Regions from separate parts of the Canis lupus genome. Here all the other regions are linked to region 3. Evidence: chromatin contacts called from public Hi-C data. All regions are on one chromosome and are shown on one strand. The core of a region is the stretch at or near the end of the contact, and the rest is flanking DNA. Distances in the headings are between cores, read along the strand shown.

Region 1 (2,700 bases), core at 80-2,579, 130 kb after region 3:
ATTCCCACCCAGGACTCCTATTTCCAGATCCAAAGTGTGCGGACTCAGGCTCTGATTCACACGTGAGGAATTCGCCGCTGCCATCCCTAGGCCAAGCTGCATTTTCAGACACGCGGAGAGAGGAGTTGCGAAACGCACAGGAATGAGTTCTTCGTGGTTGCAGTTTAGTCCTTACGGGGAAAAGTGAGAGTTAGTTCCGTGAGCTCAGCGGGCCCGACGAGGCCTGCGCGGCGCCCGCACGGGTGTGGGGGGGGCGACCCACCGGGACCCCTGGGGGCAGGGCGCGGAGGCTGAGCCCCGGAGCAGCGCCTTCCCGGGCTCCGGCCGCTGGGCGTGGGGGGGGCGGGGTCCCCCGGGGCGCAGGCGGGGGGCGACCCTCCAGGCCCCCTGGGAGCAGGGCGTGGAGGCTGAGCCCCGGAGCAGCGCCTTCCCCGGCTCGGGCCACTCGGGGGGGAGGGCGGGGTCCCCCGGGGCGCAGGCTGAGGACGACCCTCCAGGCCCCCTGGGAGCAGGGCGCGGAGGCTGAGCCCCGGAGCAGCGCCTTCCCGGGATCGGGCCGCTGGGCGTGGGGGGGGCGGGGTCCCCCGGGGCGCAGGCGGGGGGCGGCGCTCCGTGGCCCCGCCGACCTCTGCCGGCTCCCCCGCGCCACTTGCCCGGAGCACCTGGCGCCTAAAAATATCGCCCGGGTCGGACCTCCCGGAACCAGCCCCCGCTTTGGAGGAGCGCGGCGCCGTCATCCCCTCGACACACATAAATCACGGCTCCGACCTGCTGTGGACTCAGCGGGTGACGCGCGGCTCGAGCGGCGACGAATCCAGCCCCCGACGAAGGCCCGGCCGGGCCCGCCGAGGCCGCCCGCCGGAGACACGGCCCAGCCACCTCCGCGTCCGCCAGCCCGCTCAGCCCGGGGCCCTCCGGAGCCAGAGCCTGTGGCAATCACGAGTTTCTCTCCGCCCCGTCGGTGACGGAAAACTCGTGACTCGGCCCTGAGCGCGGGGCGGGCGCTGACAAGCCGGCGGGGGGGCGGGGGGCGGGGCTGCGAGTCGGGCTCGCGAGGAAGCCCCCGACGGGCGGCGCGTGCGCAGTCTCTCTCCACGGGACCTCCTTCCCGCCGCTGAGACTAGGAAGCGGGACGCCAAATCTGTCCCCGCGCAGCCGCCGCGCCGGGCGCCGAGCGCCGAGCGGGGGCCGCCCTCCCCGAGGCGCGCCTGTGCACGTTCCCACGCACGCTCCGGCGTACGGCGGCGGCCCGGGGTCGCGAGCCGGCGGAGGACCCGCGCGCGCGGAGGAGCCCGGGGCGGCAGCGCTTCTTCCCTCCCTCCCCCACTCCCCTCCCCGCTCCCTCCCCCCCTCCCCAAGAATGTTCCGCTACGAGGTGAGCTCTTGCGACCGGAAGTGACCCCTCCCTCCCTCCCGCGCCCCCTCTGCTCTCTCACCCCCGCGCCCCGGGGGGGAGGGGAGGGGAGGGCGGGGGCGGCTGGCGGCGGGACGCGGGACCGAGTGGAGCGCGTAGGGCCTGGGGTCGCGCGCGGCTCTAGTCCGAGGGCGCGGAGCCGGCTCCAGGGGGCGGGACTGCCCCTATCAGTTGCGGCTGGGGAGAGTTGGCCTCCGTTTTGGGGTGGGGAGGGCCCGTTAAGTGCGGTGACCTGAGCAGCCCCCGCCCCCACCCCCACCCCCACCCCCACCCCCGGCGGGAGCCGCGGGGGGGCAGAGCGCTGCACCCACCGGCTGGCGCTCCTTCGGGAAGAGTCTCCCGGGAAAGCCTAGATACACGTTTCCCGCCCTGGACCCGGAACCCCCTCCCCTCCGGTTACACACACACCCGGAGGCTCGGGCACGGGCGGGTCGTGGGGCGGGGGGAGGGGGGCCCCGGACTCGCCCTTTCCTGGGGCCCGAGACTGTTTACCAAACCGGGCTCCGAACTGGGAGGGGGCGTGTCCCGCAGAAGTTGTTCTGGGGCGAGTGGAGGGAGACGTGGGCTCGCTGACCATCCCGGGAATGCAGCAGCAACAGTCGGGAGTCCTGTGACCCTGCCGCTAACTCACCCTTTGACCTTGAGCTGCTCCTAGTCTCTGGACAGAAAGTTTCTGGATTTTGTAGACGGAAGGCTGCTCCAGGTGATCGCTGAGAAGCTTCACAATTTAAAAAAGCAGTGATTTGGTTAAGTAGGTCTTTTGTGATTTGGAAGGGAGTGCAGTGCGGCTGGAAGCTGCCTCTGCTGCGGAGGCAGTCGCATGCCTGCTTTGGGGAACTTTGGGAGGGCTTAACCCGGGTTAGGATGGCCTCTTGGCCTAACCTTGCCTTTGGGAACAGCCTGCTTCAGGACGTAGCCCGGCACGGTATATCACAGGCTTGCCTATTGATATGTGGCCTGAGTCTTTGAAAATTGGGGACACGTGTACTTGATACTTGATAGGAATGGTTCAAGACCGAACCGACTTGATGTAAACATGGAGAGAGATGATGAGGTGCAGTAGGCAGAGTTGCCAACACAAAAGAGAACTTGGAGAAATAAGAAATCAGTGGAAAACTAAAGTGGAGAGGGGAAATGCTTAAAGCAGAAGGAACCTAAATTGTTCTGATACTACCATCGTTCAGCAGTCCACAATTTTTGCCAAATCTTTGCCTCATTTAATCCTCACACAACTCTCTAAGGTATTGTCCCTTTGTTACCACTCAGAGCCTAACGCAGAGCTGGAG
Region 2 (2,700 bases), core at 200-2,699, 180 kb after region 3:
TGCAAGCACGCTGCGCGGCTGGGAGAGCAGGCGGGCTGGAGGCAGGACCGACGCCGGGGCTTGGGTTTCTACCGTTTATTGACAGTTAACGAGGCGGGGATTTCTTGAAAGCAGGGTTTCACGCCTTTTCTTCTGTATTTGCTGGGGTCGCGGGGCAGGGCGGGGGGCGGGGGTGACAGCGGGGCCGGGGTGGGGGGGTCCAGCCTTCTTTGTCAGCCAGCCGGGGCCAGTCTGGTTTGATCCGGTTTCCTGTGGCTTTGTTTTGGGAGTGCGGCCGGAAGCGGCTCTGCCTTTCCTACAGCTGCGCTGGCCGCGACTTCCCCTTTTCTGGCCTCCAGGTACCTATTAGAACCCAATGTGCTCTAACGAGAGCCTGCGGACAGTCCAGGGCCCCGAGGGAAGGGGTGTGGTGCGCTGATGAGCAAACCCGGGACGGAGTCCGGTGCATCCTGGGTCCAGGAGGGAACCGGGGAAGCTGACGGTGGACCCCGCAGGAATCCGGGCCTCCAGCTCCCAGCCGGCTGCCCGGAGGCGGCCCTACACAGGCCGCGGCTAACTGCCGAGAGTCCCTCTTCCAAACAGGAAACCACCGGGGAGTCTTAACTCTGGAGCAGCGACCCCTACACCGCCGCCTACGGGAAGGATCGCTCTGCGGCACAGGACTCGCTTTCGACCTACCCAGACAAGCTGGGAGCGAGCGGGCACGCCCCCTGGCGGGCTTCCCGGATTCTATTGGCTGCCTCCAGCCAGCCCCTCTCTGCTATTGGTCAGCGGCGCCAAGCTTCGGCGGTCACAGACAGTATCCGGAACCAATCGTCTCCCAACCCCGTCCGGGCTCTCCGCCAACGTGTGAGTGACGTGCACGCCAACCAATGAGAAAGGCAAGTGAGGCTGTGGCAGCGAGACGCCTTCCCTTTTTCCTCAGCTCGTCCAGCAAATGGCAGCAAAGGCTGAGCCGCTGACACCAACCAACCACCAATCCGTAAGGGCGGAAACAGGGACGCAGCGCAGAGCGACGGGAGGGGGTGACGTGGCAGTGACGGGGTCACAAACTGAAATGAGTGGCGGAAGCCCTGGCCAATGGGTGACCGAATTGGCCGGACACTCTGCGGTCTCGACTGCGGGAAAGCACCAATGGGCTCGCACGCGAGTCTGATTGGCCTTCGCCGAAGCCAATCAGCGGCGCGCCTGGAGGGCGCGTCCCACCCCGGGCTCTGACTGGGCGGCGTGCGCTGACAGGCCCGAGAGAAGTGCCAATGTCCTGGGGGCCCTCCGCAAGTGACGCTCCGCGGCGCCAATCGGCTGCCTCCTTCCCGGCGGCCGAGCCCTCCTCCCGCGGCGGGCCTGGCGGGGCGGGGACGCGGTGCGGCCGCGGCTGATGCGCTAGCCGTGTGGGGCGCTCCGGGCGGCGACGGCGGCTCTCGTAGGCGGTTCCGGTCCTGTGTCTCGGGGCGGCGGCGGCTCATGGCGGCGACGGAGCTGAGAGGGGTGGTGGGGCCGGGCCCGGCGGCCATCGCGGCTCCGGGCGGCGGCGGCACCGGTCCCCCCGTGGTGGGAGGCGGCGGCGGCGGCCGCGGAGACTCGGGGCCGGGCTCCGGGGCCGCGCTGGGCACGGTGACCGCGGCGGCGGCGGCGGCGGCGGCGGGCGGCCCGGGCCCGGGCGCCGGGGGAGTGGCGGCTGCGGGCCCGGCCCCTGCGCCGCCGGCGGGGGGCTCCGGCGGCTCGGGCGCCGGGGGCTCGGGCTCGGGCTCGGCTCGAGAGGGCTGGCTCTTCAAATGGACCAATTACATCAAAGGCTACCAGCGGCGGTGGTTCGTGCTGAGCAACGGGCTCCTGAGCTACTACAGGTAACTGCTTCCGGGGCGCCGACCCCACCGCAGCCCCCGGAGCCGGCCCGCCGCCGAGGTCGCCCCAGGCCCGTGTCCGCCACCTGCGCGCGTTGACAGCGGGCGACGCGAGCCCTCCCTCGCGAAAGCGAACGCCTTGGGCCTTCCCCCTCGGCTGGGCTACCCGCCCTCGGTGCAGTACCTTCCCCTGGATCCCTGGCCTTTCCGATTGTTCGGAGAGCGTCTCCCCTCCCATTGTGTTCCACCGGCACCGCGGTGCAATGATGAGTTCTGCGAGGAAGGCGCTGTTGCGGGTGCGAAGGGGCGCGTGGAGGAGAGCAAAGCCCAGGCGTGGCTCTCAAGGAACTTAACTGTGCAAAGTCCCAAGCCTTAGCTGTCTCTGCCCAGGCTCCAGAATTCAAGGTTATCAGCAGCCCTTGATGTACCCGCCGTTGCTCTCTCCACGTTCAGGCACAAGGACGCCAGGCACAGGGTGGCCTCGGTATCCACCCCTTGTCTCCCTTATCTCTCCCAGACTTGGCATCTGCTTTCACCTTCTGGCCGGCCCGGAGTGGAGATGTGCACTCTAGTGCCGCTTTTATTTACGCTGATCCCACCTCCCCGCCGGTGGGAATGATTTCAGTGGTCTATCCAGTTATTTCTGGAGTCGCTTCGGTGGGTTAGGTTTAAGTTTTATTAAAAGAAGAAGCCATGTCTTTGGTGTAGTGACTTCTGTTCTACGGTGTTTGTTTTGGAATGTTTCGTATATATTTATGGTGACTCACAGTCTTGCCCTAACTGGAGCATGCTTTTTGGCTACTCGTGTTCCTAGAGACAGGATACAGGGTTTGGGGACAGGACATAAACATTTCCC
Region 3 (2,709 bases), core at 191-2,690:
TCTCTCTCTCTCATTCATAAATAAATAAATAAATAAATAAATAAATAAATAAATAAATAAAATCTATCTTAAAAAAAAAATAAGAGTCTGGACTCCCTACCAATGCCATTACTGGTTCAAACGCCACATACTCCAGGCCAAACTACAGCTACCTGCAAAGCATCCTTCAGGGCAGCACCGGTGTCTTCACGTATTTGGTGTGCCTCCCCCCTCCCTCCCCACCCCAAATACTATTGTTATGGGTCCTTTTGCCTCTGTGTCTGCAGAACAATTTCACAGTGCATTACAACTTTTGCTCTATTCTCAGCTGTTGGAAGGCAGGTTTTTATTTTCCGCATCCGGCGAGCAAAAGAGGAACTTCAGGGACTTCCCTTTTCATAGCACCGAGACACGGGTTTTGTTGTTGTCGTCGTTAGTTTTGCAATCATACGTTAAGCTCTGTGAGGACAAGGAACCATCTAGTTCCTGTTTTACAGCTGTCGCTCCTCTAGTTAAAAAAAAAAAAAAAAAGGTCTTTGAATACATGTTCAGAAAGTGCCACAATCGCACACTCCGGAGGATGAATCTCTCCAAGTCAGGGTGACCAGGGCCGCAGGAGGCTGCAATCATTCCCCCTCCCTCCAGACAGCACGGTGGGCACGCGCATAACGCCCCTAGCTGACAGCCACATCACAATGTTTCAAGCTACCAGATACATCCAGGGATCATTTGCTAGGTTCACGCCCTTGGGATGGACGAATGGATACTGATCTGCCTCACCCAAGCATCTGGGGCTGGGAGGATGCCTGTTTGTATGTATGTATATGTATGTATGTATGTGTGTATGTGTGTATGATGTATGTATGTATGTATGTATGTATAAATAAATAAATAAATAAATAAATAAATAAATAAATAAATAAATAAAAAACGAAACAGGAGGCATGCAGGCTGTGCACCAGGTTCAAGGCCACAATCACCCTCTTGTAAATCGTACAAGCATCAGGCATAGCTTTGCGGGGCTCCAGGTCTCGGGAGAAGAGGCGACAACCCGCGGAGGACACAGGTGCGACCCCGGCCGCGCTGACACGAGGGGCCCAACGAGGAACTGGGGCAGGCGGGGGGCTCCGCGGGGCGGCCCCAGCCAACAGCTGAAAGTCCCTCTCACGTGTCTAGGCCTCTCGTCCCACCTCTCCTGGGAGACCTGCTGGAGCCGGCCCCGGGCTCCCGGGCTCCCCCACGGCCCTGTCTCCACACCCGCGCCCTCCCCAGAGCTCCCTCCCCGCGGGCCCTTGTACCTCAGCTCGTACCGTCCTCTGCGGAGCTCCGGCTGCACCCGCATTCGCCGAGAGCCCACTCGGCCGCCAGCTCTTTCCTCTCTTGCCCGCGCTACCACTGAGAGGACGGCGGGCGCGGGCTAGAGAGCCTCAGCCGTACCATAAAGAGACGCCCAGGAGCGGCCTAGAGCGACCCAAGCCGGGCCGGCCTCCCGGGCGGAAGGGGCGGGGCGGCGTTGATTGGCGGAAGACGCCCGGGGAAGCAATGGCCGCTCCCGACGCTGCTCCGGGCTTTGCGGTCTGTCCCCCGAGGTGAGGGCGTTGGGAGCTCCGTGAGGCCCTTTCTTCATACGAGACTCAGGTTCCGCTGACTTACATCGTGTCCGCAAATCTCTGCGCCTGGGCGTGAGGCCAGATTTCTGCGCCCCACTCCTCTGGTCCCCGGAGAAATAACAAGAACCCCGAGGACAGACCCGATGTTTATTTGTAGTCTCACAATTGTAGGTGATTTCTCTTGTTCGAGCGAAGAACCTATTTCGGCGTGCGTCTCTTTTAAAGGACAAAAACAGCTATGTTTATTGCTTCGAGTAGGATGCAGGCTCCCGGAAGATGCTTGTAAATTTTGAGGGGAGAAACGGCGTTTCTTGCATTCCCTATTTTCTGCTACAGTTTAGGTGTTCTGTTGTTGTTGTTGTTGTTGTTGTTTTAAAGATTTTATTTGTTTATTCATAGAGACCCAGAGAGAGAGGCAGAGACACAGAGGAAGAAGCAGGCTCCATGCTTGAGCCCGACGCGGGATTCGATTCCAGGACCCCGGGGTCACGCCCTGGGCTGAAGGCAGATGCTCAACCGCTGAGCCACCCGGGCTGCCCAAAGTGGATTTTATTCATCTAGAGGCTTTTGAGAGTTTGTGATCCCTTCGACCGAAGGGCCCCAGTCTTCTCAACGATTTTCAGGTGGCGGCGGGGCAACACCAAAAGTACTGTTTATCTCACCTGCCAAGTGAAAAGTGTGAGACGGAGGAGGAAGTGGAGGCACACCCACACCTCCGCTGGCGAGTGATTTCTCTGCAGTGAGCCTGTGTTCCTCTCTACCGCTTCCGTTCCGCAGGGTTTTGCTGCTCTGCTAAATCAAGTCACTCTTGGAACTAAGGAACGGGAGAAAGGCCAAACACTAGGGATACTCGACTGCAGCTCTGTCTGCAGGAGGCCACATTCAGTCATTCTCTTGTTACTTTGTGGTTGATACTTTGCTAAGAAATATCTACTTGGAGAGAACTCCCAGACAAGCCCTAGAACAGAGAGAGGAGCAAACAGTTGGTCACAGTGTGATGTGATGTGATAAATGCCGTTAATAGAAACCCCGAGGGCACGAACAGGACAAAATGAGAGCCGCGAAGGCAGGGGCGTTCAGAGGGGGGAGATTGATGCTTGCCTTGAGCTGCGCTATGGAA

What was found. A called contact is a pair of places that touch in the nucleus more often than the background predicts.
Region 1: a contact with region 3 is called in a Hi-C map of blood, with 2.8 times the contacts expected there. The contact joins the promoter of PATL1 here to the promoter of ARL14EP in region 3. A contact is called at or near these places in 5 of 9 Hi-C or Micro-C datasets (amygdala, blood, liver and 1 more).
Region 2: a contact with region 3 is called in a Hi-C map of blood, with 2.3 times the contacts expected there. The contact joins the promoter of OSBP here to the promoter of ARL14EP in region 3. A contact is called at or near these places in 3 of 9 Hi-C or Micro-C datasets (amygdala and blood).

The regions. Positions count from the first base shown.
Region 1 is chr18:37,542,336-37,545,035 of UU_Cfam_GSD_1.0, forward strand. PATL1 (protein PAT1 homolog 1) reads left to right here and starts at 1,330. Exons shown (of 19, transcript XM_038563165.1): 1 at 1,330-1,375. The coding sequence starts at 1,361.
Region 2 is chr18:37,592,327-37,595,026 of UU_Cfam_GSD_1.0, forward strand. It overlaps OSBP (oxysterol-binding protein 1), which reads left to right and starts at 1,450. Exons shown (of 14, transcript XM_038563166.1): 1 at 1,450-1,847. The coding sequence starts at 1,465.
Region 3 is chr18:37,413,149-37,415,857 of UU_Cfam_GSD_1.0, forward strand. It overlaps ARL14EP (ARL14 effector protein), which reads right to left and starts at 1,441. Exons shown (of 4, transcript XM_038563164.1): 1 at 1,290-1,441. LOC111090955 (a long non-coding RNA gene) reads left to right here and starts at 1,498. Exons shown (of 2, transcript XR_005373415.1): 1 at 1,498-1,756; 2 at 1,989-2,709.